Regions from separate parts of the Sus scrofa genome. Here region 1 is linked to region 2. Evidence: chromatin contacts called from public Hi-C data. All regions are on one chromosome and are shown on one strand. Each heading gives the region's core, a stretch centred on a gene start, on an enhancer-like site or on the middle of the called end of the contact. The rest is flanking DNA. Distances are from core to core; before and after follow the strand shown. Region 1 holds the start of RAI1 (retinoic acid-induced protein 1). Region 2 overlaps RAI1 (retinoic acid-induced protein 1).

Region 1 (2,700 bases), core at 157-2,656, 81 kb before region 2:
GATGACTTGGGCACCTGTGCCTCAGTCTCCCCATAAGTAAATTGTGAGGGGTTCCAGGATCAGAGGCAGTAACCTGTAGCAGGGGACAGTCCCTGTCACGGAGTAAAGCCACCGTGGCCACATGCCGCCTTACCTTAAGGGAAGGAGGCTGATGTCCAGGGGACCTCACGGCCAGCCCCAGGTCCCCTGAGAGCATCGATGCCTTGACACCCCTCCCCGACTCATAGGACCCAATGTGCCCTGAGGGTGGTGGGTGGGGTGGAGGGTCTTCTGCCTGAGCTGGCTGAGCGAGGCCTTGGAGGGGGACTGTCATGTGTCCGGAAGTTCACTCATTCATTCAACAATCCTCCCCTTAGGCTGAGCCAGGGGCACTAGAACTGCATCCAGATTCCTCCCGGGGCCCTGGGGTAGCCTTGAAAACCTTGGTCCTTTGCGTGGTGTGCCCACTGCCTGTCCTCTGGTTGCCAATAAGCTCTCTCCTGCCTCAGGGCCTTTGCACTTGCGCTTCCTTCTGCCAGGAATGCTGTTCCTGGCTCTGCCAGGAGGGTTCCTTCCTGCCAGTCCGTTCCCCGGGCCTCCTCCCCGCCCCACTCAGCTTGGTAGCCCCTATTCCTCCCTTCACCTGCTTCTTTTCTTCCTAGCACGCATCACTCCCTGGAATTATCTTCGTGATGTGTGCAAGCATTTGTATGCTGTCTGTCTCTTCCCGCCAGGATGCCAGCTCCGTGATGGCAGGGACCGCTTGTCTCTGCTGCGTCTGCGCCCAGCAAGGTGCCAGCAAGCGAGGAAATCTGTTCGCAGCCTCTTGAGTTTAGAGGTCGCAGTGCTTCCCAGACTGCAAAGCGGAGGGCACGGAGGGCCGCGGACCCGGCCGGAGGGCGGGAGCGCTGGACGGCCGGCCGGCCGGCCGGCCGGGGCAGGGCCGCCACCTCCGCCGGAGGTTCCAGCCCCGACCCCAGGCCGCCGAGACCTTGAGGCCTCCCCGGGGTCCCCCGCCGAGCCCCCTCCCCCCAGGCCCGCGGGCGAGCGCGCGCCGCCAGGGGGCGCTGTCGGGGCGCGAGGCCCACCTGGCGCCCGGGCGGCGAGCGAGCGCAGCCAGGCGGCCGGGAACTTTTCTCCCCGCGCTCTCGCCGCCTTCTCCCCCCGCGCGCCGCCCGCCGCCCGCTCTTCCTGCGCGGAGGGGACCGCATTTCCCCGCGGCCCTGCGACGCCAGCAGGCCCGGCGGTGCGCGGCCAGGGCTCGCTCCCCGCGCCCCGGGCGCCGCCCCCGCCCGCGGCTGCGCTCGGAAGGCGAGGTGCGGAGCGAGGCGCGGCCCGGGCGAGAGCGCGCCGAGCAGGCCGCCCTGCCCGCCGCCCGAGCGCGGGCGCGAGGAGGGGGCGCCGCGGCCCACCCTCCTTCCTGCCTGGCCGCGGGCCGGCCGGGCCGCCGCGCCCCGACCCCCATGGCCGCCCGGGCCTCCGGGCCGCGAAGTCACAGCTCCAGAGCCCGGGCCCCCGAGTGAGCGCGCGCCGAGGTGAGCACCCAGCGCCGGGGCGGGCGCGCGGGGGGCCGCGAGGAAGTCGCTTTGTGTGCGGGGGGCGCCAGGTTACCGGAGGGCCGTCCCGGGAGCTGCGGGTGGGGGCGCCCCGCGCCGCGGGCCGGGGCCGGTGCGTGGCGTGGGGCGCGAGGAGCGAGGGTCGGGCGTGCGGGGGCAGTGCGCGCACGGTGGCGCGGGGGGTCCGCCGAGCGCGGGGTGGGGACCGGGCATTCGCACGGCGCGGGGGCCGGAGGCGAGCTTTGTGAGTGCGTCGGGGGGGGGGCGGGGAGCCGACTTCTCCGGGGGGGACTCGGGGCCTGGCGGGGCCACGGCGTGGGAGCCCGCGCCTCGAGGGCCGTGCCGGGAGGTGCGGCGCGCGGGGCTCTCGGCCGGACCCCCAAATGGGCAGCGGCGCCCGCGGCCTGTGCGCAGGCCGCGCGACCCGGCAGGAAGAGGCCCCGGAGGCCGGGGAGCCCGGACGCGGCCAGGCCCCGGGCGCGCGGGCCTTTCAGGGGTGACGTCACGGTGGGGGCTCCGGCCACGCGAGTCCCGCGTCCCCGGACGGCGGCGCGCCGGCCGAGGGCATGACCCGCTCCCGGGAGGCAGGGGACCCGGGGGGGGGGAGGACGCGGGGGCCGGGCGCCGGGCGGCGGCGTCGAGCGGGGGCGACGGGGTGGCAGGACGCGGGGGTGACATTTGGAGACTTGGTCGCCAGGGCCCGCCGCGGAGGGGCGGAGGGGAAGCGAAACACCAGGCAGGCCCGAGGCCGCGGCGGCCCCAGCTTCCTGGGCGCCTGTTTTCCCAGCGAGCGGTTTCCCTTCTTGGGCTCTCGGTCCGCCCCCAATCCACGCCGGGGGCCGGGGCCGGGGCCGGAGCGCGGCCCGAGCCGTGCCCGCCTCCAGGGAGCCCCCGAGGCGCGGGCGCCGGGGTCTCTGCCCTGAACCGAGGCCGCCGAGTGTAACAATGCGCTCTTGGGGGGCTGGGGGAGGGGAGGCAGCGCCGGAACGGCGACCCGGGCCCCGAGCCGCCCGGGGCCTCGGCAGGCGCCGATGCGGACCCACGCGGGACCCGTGCCGTTCTCCGCATCCGCCCCCCCCCCCGCGCCCCGTCTGTCGCGCAACGCAGCGGCGTGGTGGGGATTCAAGGGCATTGCATCTGGTTGCAATCCAGTTTCATGCCGCTG
Region 2 (2,700 bases), core at 94-2,593:
ACCGAGGCACCGGGGCCGGGGCGCGCGGGGCGGGAGCGGGGCGGCGGCTCCGCGGCGGGGGGGGCGGCTGCCCGCACCCTGGGGCTCCGGGCACACCTCTCCGCCCGCGCCGGGGCCGCGCGGGCCTTTGATTCTGCCCGTCGGCCTCCGTCCTCCGCGTCCTCGCCCTTCCCGAGGCGCGGGGAGGGGGTGCGGGCCGCCCGCCCCGCCCTGCGCGCCCCTCGCGGCCGCCGCCGCCGCCGCGTCCCCGACGCAGCCCGGGCCTCATTTATCATCATCTTTGGTCAAGTGGAGTGTGCAAGGAACAGCTGCTTCACTCGGCTGACTTCCGAGGGCGGCTACAGCGGGAATCGGGGAGATGAATGATGGGGGCGGGGGGGCGCAGCCCCCGGGGTCCCACCGCGGGCAGGAGGGAGGCGCGCAGCGTCCGGCGCCGCCTCCGCCTCGTGGCGAGAAGAGCGCCCCTTTCTCGCTCCCGGCGCCTCCGAGGGCGGGATCGCGGCTGGAGGAGCCCGAGGTCGCCGCGACCTTGCTGGGGTCAGCGGGTTGGGCGGCGGCGCCGCGGCGTCTTTGGTGGCGCGTTCCGGATTGGCGCAGCGGCCGGGAAACCGGGCGGGGGGGGCCCCAAATAGAAGGTGAAATTTTACCTGCCCCTGAGGGAGTCCTGCGGATTTTCTGCCGGCAGCGGCAGGCGCACTGCCTTTGTCTTACACGGCTGAGACATCTGTTGCGGGGGGGCGGCGGGGCCGCAAAACACCCCCGCACGCCCCGCGCCGCTCCCCATCCCCCGCTCGGCCGGCGCCCAGCTCCCGCGCCGCGTTCACCCCGCCGCCGGCGCTGCGCCCCCCGCCCCCGTCCCGCACCGCGCCCGGGGCGGCGGGGGCGGGCGGGGGTGGAAGGGTTCATGGCCCAGTCGCGGACCCTAATCGTCGGACCCGGGCCCGCTTGGTTTCGGTTGCCCTAAGTAGAGACTGAATGCGCAATGAACGGAGTCGGCGGGCCAACCCGAGAGCCGGCGGTACTCGCCCGGAGCCGCATTCCCCCCGCGGCTGACTCGGACCCGCGACTGCCCCCCGGCCCGGCCCCCTCCCTCTTTTCTCTCCCTTAATAATAAAATTATACCGAGCCGTTTGCGGTGTGGCAGGCGGCCAGCAAAGCGTTGCTTTAAACGCCGCCGTCTCACAATTAGGCAGCGAGAGGATTTGACACGCCGTGGCGGCCTGACAGGCGGCTTCCTCCCCTGGGCGGGGGCGCCGGGCCCGCGGCTCCCCCGGATGGAGCGGGGCTGGGCCGGGGTGTCCGAGGCGGCGACGACGGGAGGGGAGGCTCCGGGGGAGGCCGGGTGTCAGGAGCGAGGATCTGCCCCCGTTTTGGCCCCGAGCTCTGAGTGTATTTGCTGGTTGGCAGAGGGGCCTTCTGGGGCCCGGAGCTGTGGGGGCTTCGCAGTCCTGCTGCACCTCCCGGACAAGTCCTTGTCCCTGTCCGGGCTTCTCTTGACCGCCCGCCGAAGGAGGAGGAGGACGAGGTTTGACCCCCAAGACGGCCTGCAGACAGTGACTTCTGGCGGTTCCTGGCCCACAGCCGCCGGCCTGATTGGCCACGTCGAGGTGGGGGGGGGATGCGGTCACCCCGAAGACGAGAAACAAGTCAGAGACCCCACTCCAGCTCGGGCCACGGACCGGGGGCCCCGCAGAGTGGGGGGGAGTGGCCCTTGCCCAGGAGCAGGGACGCCAGGCAGCTAACGAGTGGGGGTGACTTTGCAGGACTGCCAGGGCTGGGCGCCCTGAGGACAGAGGGCATCGGACCGGTGGCAGCAGCAGCCGGGCCAGCAGAGGTGGGGGAGGGGCGGCGCCCCCGTCGGGTGGGCCCCCCTCCTCCGAGAGGGAGGGCCTCCTCTTTGCAGCCTGCCCAGACCACCTCCTCGCCGCACCTGCCGAGCCCCCAGTGGCTGCCGGCGTGTCTGTGGGCGCAGGAGCCGCGCTGCTCTTGCCGCTGTGTCGGCCGTTGCGCAGACTGGACTCGAAGGAGAAGCCGGTTTGATGCGTGAGCCGGGCTCAGGGACCGAAGGGCTGTGACCCAAGGCGCTGTGGGCCAGGGCAGACAGAGAGGCTTTGTCTTCTCTTCCTGGTTGGTTGGCTGCTGCGCTGCCCTGGCCTCCGGGCCTCTAAGCATCCCTCGGGCTGTGGTGAGGGTTAGGCTGCACACCCTTGCCCATCCTGGCCTTCCTTCCAGGCAGCTCCAAAAGGGCACCTCCTGGGGTGGTTTCTAGGCTTAGTGCCTAAGACCCAAGAGATGAAGCCCCTGCCTCCCCCAGGCAACATCCTGGTGAGGCAGCTCATTAGGCCATTAATTATGTAATTAGCACTGTGATGACTGCCACCAGGGAGCCCTGCAGGGACCCAGAGGCTTGGGGAGGGGTGGCAGAGTCTCCACCTTCGGTGCCTGGCGCGGAGGCTCTAAGGAGGGCTGTGAGTCCCTCTGGGCCTCAGGCCACCCAGCTCTAACCCGCACGTCTCTCGTCTCTGCTCCCCCTTTCTGCAGGGCTCATCCTCCCCGCCCCCCACAGCCTCGCTGCTCACCCAGGCCTCTTCTCCCAGAGGCCAGGGAAGGTTCTCGGGGCTCCTGCCCTCCCTCCTTCGCAGCAGGTGCCTGGCAAGGCCCCGCCGCACACAGGCCACATTCCACGTGCGTGGGACACCA

The links. A called contact is a pair of places that touch in the nucleus more often than the background predicts.
Region 1: a contact with region 2 is called in a Hi-C map of liver, with 1.9 times the contacts expected there. The contact joins the promoter of RAI1 here to the enhancer-like site in region 2. A contact is called at or near these places in 1 of 5 promoter capture datasets (liver), 5 of 47 Hi-C or Micro-C datasets (embryonic fibroblasts, heart right ventricle, liver and 1 more) and 1 of 2 datasets of contacts at active chromatin or transcription factors (skeletal muscle).

What each region holds. Positions count from the first base shown.
Region 1 is chr12:60,853,416-60,856,115 of Sscrofa11.1, reverse strand. It overlaps RAI1 (retinoic acid-induced protein 1), which reads left to right and starts at 1,406. Exons shown (of 5, transcript XM_021068026.1): 1 at 1,406-1,514.
Region 2 is chr12:60,772,619-60,775,318 of Sscrofa11.1, reverse strand. All of the region lies in intron 1 of RAI1 (retinoic acid-induced protein 1), which reads left to right. Among named protein-coding and RNA genes, the nearest start is that of SREBF1, 40 kb to the right of the region's middle. Within about 2 kb of position 1,343, at least 7 of the 83 cell types and tissues checked have an H3K27ac peak or open chromatin away from gene starts, as enhancers often do. A contact at or near this core is called in liver, where this site is marked.